2 separate regions of the Mus musculus genome follow, and region 2 is linked to region 1. The links are chromatin contacts, called in public Hi-C maps. All regions are on one chromosome and are shown on one strand. Each heading gives the region's core, a stretch centred on a gene start, on an enhancer-like site or on the middle of the called end of the contact. The rest is flanking DNA. Distances are from core to core; before and after follow the strand shown.

Region 1 (3,558 bases), core at 500-2,999:
ATCAATTGCTGGGTGAAGCTTCTTAGATGACAGTGACACTATGTGCCTGTCCACAAGTACAGAAGAATATCATCAGTAGTGTCAGGGTAGGCTCCCCCTCATGGCATGGGTCTCAAGCTCTTTGTTAATCTGTTGACTTTAGTGTGACACAGTTCATGTTCAACTCCTCTTCCTTCTTCATCACTTACTCAGGTGGATTTAAATAACCACCCATAGCTACTTTGTCTTCTGCTCATTGAAGCAGCCAAAGGAATGTAACACTTGATACATGAAAATATTGCATCCTTTAGATCACTGACACAGTGATCTCAATGCTTTTAGAATCATTAACCTTCTTATTCCCCCCTACACCTTTTTGACAGAATATACAAGATGCTTCAAATTCTGAGGCTCAAGGGATTTTCCTCCCTTGGCTTCATCTTCAGAGGAGTCAGTATGCATTCAGCTCTGCCATCTTCTTATTTGATTACTTTAAAGTACCCACCTTTGCTTACAAACTGATTTCCATCCTGAAGCATACTATCTGACATAGCACACTAACTTTATCAGAGTCACTATTTGCAGAGCATATGGCTTTTATCCTTATTCCATTTCATATATCACCATCTTTATATTAGAGGATATTTCTTGTCTGTCTACCTTAGAAAGGTGGTGCCTTCTCTGGAACGTGGTGTCTTAAACACCAGCATCTTTCCACAGTTTGCCATGGCAGGAACAATGGACTGCCATGAATTTTTCATCCTACCTAGCAGATACTATTGTGACCCAAATCTTGATTAACACCTTCCCATTATCTCTTAATGTCCTTCTTGTAACTGGAAAACAGAAACACTTTTACAGCTCCTTCTTTCCAATTCCAAATGCCTAGAGAAGCACTAGTCATGAATATTGCATTTTCTATATATTGTGAAAGTACTTGATGACCCAAATCCCTGGCTTTACAATTTTTCCCTAAACATAGACACTAGTTCCAAAAGAATTTAGTTAATTCCTTCTCTACAAATAGATAGATTTATAATGCAATAGTGCTGCTGAAAAGAAGTAATTTGACTATCAAAAGCCCATGCTATTTTTCTTTTTCTTTTTTTTAATTTCTTTTACATCTTGATCCCCTCCTCCACCGAATTCCCTTCATCCATCTACCATTGATATCCATTCTATTTTGCTTTCTCAGTGAGATTCAAGCATGAGCCCTGATTCTCTTGATTCTCTTCTTTTCCCAGGGTCTCTTCCCCAAAGATAAATGTTGCCAGCCAATATGGTAAAGTTCACACACCTAATCCACCTTAGATCAGATTATATATTCCAAATCATAGAACTCTGATGACCTAATGTGGGATGCTCTCATCAAGTGGCAGGACCAGAATTAATATACAACCCTCCACTATCTAACACTGCCAGATTTACAACAGTCAGGTACCATATGTAGATGTTTCAGCCAGTGACAAGGCACATACATGATCATGACCTCGAAGCTACCTTAGTTCAAGAATACTCTGAGCATGTGGCTACAAGAGGAAAACAAATACAAATGATGAATTTATGAAGACTTCGGGAAACTGAAACTAGTTTTTCCTTTGTTACTCCAATTCCACCTTTTTTGTACTTTCCTAAGACAAAAAATATTTAAAACTCCAACTGTAGTGACAGATGCTCAAAATAAAATCACAGCGGATTAGGCTTATCCCTAATTCCTAATTCCTATGATTATCATCTTTAGAAGGTATATGAGATTAGCATATACACAGAAACACAGATGAATCACAGAGGAATAAGGTCGTTTAAAGATGAGGCCAGAGGGCTGGGTAGATGATGGCTTTGTTGTTAAAGTATTTGCCTTGCAACCATGGGGAGCTGAGTTCAATGTGCAGCTCCTATAAAGAAAGAATCTGGGTGGGACGGTTGTGTTTATAACCCAGTGTCAACATGATAGAGACAAGCAGATGCGTGAGGCTCCCTGGCCACACAGTGCAGCTATGCAAACTAGCAAGCTCCAGAGCCTGTCGGAAAAGCAAGGGAGGTGGCTTCCAGAGAACAATATCCAAAGAAGTCCTCTGATCTCTAAATGCACACACATTATACCCACCTAACACACATACAATAACATGCACATGCATACACACACACCATAAAATACTAAATTTAAAATAAAATTTAAAATTGGGGTAAAGATTAGAATGATGTTTCTATAGCTAATGGACATCAAAGATAACTGCAATCACCAGACTGAGATGGGACAGTCTCCCAGAAGGCACCGATGGGAACATGTCCATTTCAAATTTCTCTATTCTATACTGTGACAGTATAGATTTCTGCTGTTTTAGGACACCTAGGTTTTTGGAGGGTGTTGCAATTTTTATAGCAACTCCAGGAAACCAACATAAGAGCTTATCCTTTCTCTTAAAAATAACCAATGTGAAGGAAGGAAGAATTTCCAATGGCTTTTCTTTCTTTAAATTTCTAATATTGACATTGACAGAGACTTACTGTGTGGGCAAAAGATTCCTTGTTTGCATTTTTTTATCCCAGACTTTTTTTTTAAGAGTATCACTTCCAAGTACAGAAACAAAGCTGAATAAGTAAATAAATAATAGCGACTTGAGGTGATAACAGAATACTTTGCCTGGAAATCTGCGACAATAAGAAAATGTTTAATGATAACAAGTAGAGGTCTGTAGAGATGGCTTAGTGGTTAAGAGCAGGAGCTGCTTCTGTTAAGGACCTTGTTTCAGTTCCCAGCACCCACATGGTGGCTTACCATCTTTTGTAATTCCAGTTACTCGAGATCTGATGCTGTTTTCTGGCTTTGACAGGCACTAAATATATACAGTATACATGTAAAACACTCACACACATAAAATACTAAGCAAAGAAAGCTTTGCGACAAGGATATTAGCAGGACAAAGAATGTCTGAGCTCATGAGAACAATGTATACTTAGGCACAAATAACACAAGTATAAATTACTGCTAATTATTATGATGTGAATTATTAACTCCTCTGATCTTTCATTATCTAAATTATTCTTCCACATTTAGTCTTTATATTTGATTGTAGGAGGGGTGCGTGCCAGAGCCTACATATGAATGTCAGAGAAATACCTGAAAGAGTTGGTTCTCTCCGTTTTGAGCCTAAGACTGTCAGGCTTAGTGGTAAGCACTTTTACCCACTGAGCCATCCCATCCCACCACCAGCATACCATCTAATTTAAACTTGTGTGGATGATAGTCTGAAAGCCTATGCAAAAACTGAAGGTTTGAGTATTTAAGCAATTTGATATGTGTCATACCAGCAAGTGGCAAGATGAGAATTTGAATTCAAATACTACACAATCTTGACTCTTGTACTCTAATATTATACTATGAGACACAGAGAAAAATTAGATATCATTCCTATTTATTTTAAGGTATATTTTGCTTTGCTTTATGTGTATGTATGTGTGTCTGTTTGAGGTTTGTGCACATAAGTGTAGTGCTCTTGTAAGCCAGAAGGGGACATCAAGTTACAGGCTGTTGTGAAATGCCTGACTTGGTTGCTGAGATCTGAACTAGCGTCCTCT
Region 2 (3,907 bases), core at 515-3,014, 150 kb after region 1:
ATCTTTCTTCTTGTTGGTCAGTAAGCAAAGTGTAGGGCTCAGGAACTCAGCTAGCACAGTTGGCTACCAGTACGAAGGCCTCACCACCGGGTGCCTGCTACTTGGACTGTGCAGAAGGTCTGATTACACTTTTAGGTAGTTAGAAGTGTATTTTCTCCCTGCGGCTACAAGAACAAAGATGCTTCGGTTTTGCACTGACTTGACTCTAACAAAGGCAAAGTAGTCCTGGCCCGCACTGCAAGCCAGTGTTCCTTGTGGCACCACCTACCAGCTCTGAAGAGCAGGTCCTGATTCAGGCTCATATGAGGCTATTTTGCAGCCAATGCAAAGCCAGGCAAGGCAGCTGTGATCAAGTAGGCTAGGATTAGGAAGGGCCTCTGCCGCGCTGCCCTGGAGATAGTGGGTGGTGAAAGGGCTGAGCTCTGACCCGGCAACTTCCCGGACCACTTTCTTGTTCCTTTTCCTACTCCAAGAGTGGGGGTTCCTGTGTTTGCATGCCAGCTGCTATACTGTTACAGTGTAAATGCAACTTTTTCTGTTCCCAGCAGTTCTTCCTTTGGAAACTAACTGGAGTGTAAAGTGACTATTGAGTTTCACCGCCCAAAGCCTCTCAAAGGCCATGCCATTACATGCGCGCGGCAGAGTGCTGTCTGAGCCCTGGGCAGCCTTGTCTGAGACTCGCTCTTGGGGTCCTTCCATCCTCCCCGGAATGCTGGTCTATCTCCTCTGAATCTGGAGCCCTGACACGCCCATTTCGGGCTTCTGAAACCTTCTACATTCTCAGAAAAAGGCTGGAAGCGACTCTAAACTGCAGATAATGCCACAGACCAGGGATTCCCGGCCTGCTGTAAGACAGTTGCTGCAAGTTCACGAGTTGGCCCCGGGGCCAAGATCCCAGTTTCTCGCCCCTCGAGGGTTATGCTCTCAATTGCACGCGCCGAGCACGGTTCTGGCACCCTAAAACTACCTTGTCTGGGCTGCAAGGCGCTCTCCTCTGCGTATGACCCCCGCCTTTCCAGCATGTCACAGAGTCCCCCTCGCTTTAGCCCGGGGAGCCGGGTTGCCGCACCCTTCCTCCGCGGGCTCCCACCCCCATTTCCGGGGTCTCCTCCCTCTTGTCAGCACCTTCTCCGCCCTCCCCACTGCCTGCCCGCGCTCACCTGGTTGTTTTTGCAGAGATCAGCCCACATGCTGGTGCCGTCCCCTCCGCGCATCAGGACGTGGTAGGTGAAGAAGTAGATACCCGGTATGGAGCAGGTGAACTTGCCCGTGGTGGGATCATAGTGGTTTCCGAGATTGGTTACCACGTCGTCGAACTTGAGCACCTCGTAGCCTTCGTGCTGCCGTTTGAGGCCAGCGTAAAAGGCGATCTTGGGCACCGTGCTATAGGTGGCTGCACTGATAGCCCCGGCCGCGTTCAGGCCGGGCGCCCCAGGCGGGCCGGGCAAGCCTTGGCGACCCGGCTCTCCCTTCTCGCCCGGGGGCCCCACGGGGCCCGGCGGTCCGGGCTCTCCCGGGGGCCCACGCGGGCCTGCCTTCCCCGGCCTACCGGCCTCGCCTTTGGGACCCTGGATGAAAGTGGGCAGGGACTGCATAAGGCCCCGGTCCGGAGTGGCGGCGGTGCTGGGAGCCTTGGTGCCCCCATAGGGGTCGCAGACCATGCGGCAGGTGCCCAGCATCTCGTAGTGAGCCGACGTGCCGGCCGAGCTCACCAGCACCGGGATGAGGATGACCAGCAGAAGCACCATCACCACCCCCAGCGCCCCGGCGGCGATCAGGCGCCTCCTGCTGCCCACGAGCCGGCTCAGCGCGGGCCGATCCTCTTGTCTGCTTTTGGACAAAATTTTGAAGGTTGGGCGGGGACCTCTTCAGAGCCGAAAACAATCCCCCTTCGAACCCCAACTCCCCTGGGCGGGCGCGCGCCGGTCGCTCTTGACCGGCTCCTGCTCCCCCCCGCTGAGGCTGCGGCTAGGGAGGGAGCTGGGGCGCCAAGTGACTTGAACTGAAGTCCCGAGCTGGGGGTGGGGGTTGGGGGGAGGGGTGCTCAGGGCGCCCTCTCGCCTCCTGCCAGCCCCTTCGCACCTGTGGCTGCGGCGGGTGCCGGAGCGGCCACCCGGAGGGCAAAGCCAGCTGCCGCCTGCTGCGCTCGTCCGGAGCAGCTCACACTTTTATGCCGCTGCTGCCCGTGATCGACTTTTCCTTTTTTGCAGACTGCGCCAGTTCTCACCAACTTTCTGTCTGAAGTTGCCCTTTTTTTTTTTTCTGCTTCTTGCTTTTCTTTTGTTGGCTTGGTTCGTCTGTCCTTGTCTCTTTTTTTTTTCTTTCTTTCTTTCTTTCTTTTTCTCCTGCAACTCCAACAGAAACGCACCCCCCAACCCTAGAGGGCTGCGGTTGCTTGGGGTCGGGAGGCCCCTGAGATGCGCGGAGCAATGGCAATTCGCAGGATCCGCGGCTCAGAGAAGCTCAGGGACAGAGGAGATAGGAGCTAGCCAGCAGCATCGAGAGCCTCGCCGCCGAAAAGCTGAACGAGAGAGCTGAACGCAGAATTCTGCCTGGGTACCACCTGCCAGGAGAAGAGGAGGCTGACAAACGCGCGCCGGAGCAATTTATAGGAACCCAAGGCACAGAGGAAGGGGAGCCGCTTTGGCATCTCTCTGCAGCATCTGCTCTGCTCATCCCACTCACACAGAGTTTGGCATTACTCTGACAATGTGGGATTTTTTTTTTTCGGCCTCTCCCCCCTCTCAGCAAGGGATGAACAGTGAAACCCTGAATACTTCCTTGTCTAGCCCAGACGATGGCAGCGCCCTAGCTGGTCATACTAGGGGGAGGGAGACAGCTGCGCAACTGCTCTCAGGACTCAAGGGTCACACCTAAATCTATTTCCCCAGTGCCAACAGCTCTTGTTGGAGGTGGAAGTGAAGGTTGAAAGGAGGGAGGTTTGATGACAACATTTCTCCTCTGGCTCATCCACAATCAGTGCTTCAGGTGTTTTTCAAAATGCCACTTTTAACATAAGGAGGGCTCTCTCCAATTTTCCAGACAGTAGATGTGCGTGCTTTTTTTTTTAACCTTAGCATTTGCTTCCATAGCCTTCTAGATGAAATAAGATGAGAACAGTGACGTGTACTTAAAAACCAAAGGACATTTCTTGATTTAAATGAACTTGCCCACCGCCCAAAAGGAGGAGGGCTGGTTCTTTTCACAAGTGCCAAGGGCTTGAGCATGCATGTGCATTTGACTCAGAGGCTTCCAGTTGCAGAGCCCTTCAGGAGACACCATCATTGGACTTGAAGTTGCATTTGCTTAAAAATGCAGCGTGCAGGAGAAGTCATCCCTTGTCCAAAGGCCTTTGAAGGTCTTACAATAAAGCAAGTGGTATTTGCGAAAGTGCTGGTTTTCATGAGACAGAGTTCTTTCTGTAGGTACCATAGCAGATTTCCCAGATATGCATTAGGGGAGGGAAAATAGGGAAATTATGACAAAGAACAGCCACCACCCCTAACAGTGGAAGAGCTGGAAGAAGAAACCACTTGAATTTAGAATACTAATAGAGGGGCCCCAGAGTGAGTATTAGGGGAGTTACCCCACTGGCAAATACATTTGACATATAAGAAGGGTTTAAATAAGTAAGTAGAATTGGTTTCCTAAATCACACTTTTGCATTCAGGAGCAATAGATGTCAATCAAACGTGGATGACATTTACTTGTCAATACGGAACGATGGCTGGGAAGACAGTTACTTATTACAACGGGGTGAGAATCTGAAATAAGGAGCAGGAACAAATAATAATATAACAAGCAAGTAGTACATGCTAGGTAACTATCAGCAGACTCTGGTCTTGCCTGTAGGCTCCACAGCAAGGTATCTCCTTCAAGATTCCACAGCCCCTCTGCACTGTGCCCC

Evidence for each region. A called contact is a pair of places that touch in the nucleus more often than the background predicts.
Region 2: a Hi-C map of rod photoreceptor shows a contact between it and region 1, with 1.6 times the contacts expected there. The contact joins the promoter of C1ql3 here to the enhancer-like site in region 1. A contact is called at or near these places in 1 of 39 promoter capture datasets (liver), 3 of 484 Hi-C or Micro-C datasets (nephron progenitors, rod photoreceptor and uterus), 2 of 115 datasets of contacts at active chromatin or transcription factors (bone marrow-derived macrophages and embryonic stem cells) and 2 of 9 other capture datasets (adipose tissue and embryonic stem cells).

What each region holds. Positions count from the first base shown.
Region 1 is chr2:12,861,107-12,864,664 of GRCm38.p6, forward strand. No RefSeq gene overlaps it. Among named protein-coding and RNA genes, the nearest start is that of Pter, 61 kb to the right of the region's middle. Within about 2 kb of position 1,750, at least 2 of the 459 cell types and tissues checked have an H3K27ac peak or open chromatin away from gene starts, as enhancers often do. A contact at or near this core is called in rod photoreceptor, where this site is marked.
Region 2 is chr2:13,009,100-13,013,006 of GRCm38.p6, forward strand. It overlaps C1ql3 (C1q-like 3), which reads right to left and starts at 1,765. Exons shown (of 2, transcript NM_153155.2): 1 at 1,161-1,765. The coding sequence starts at 1,748.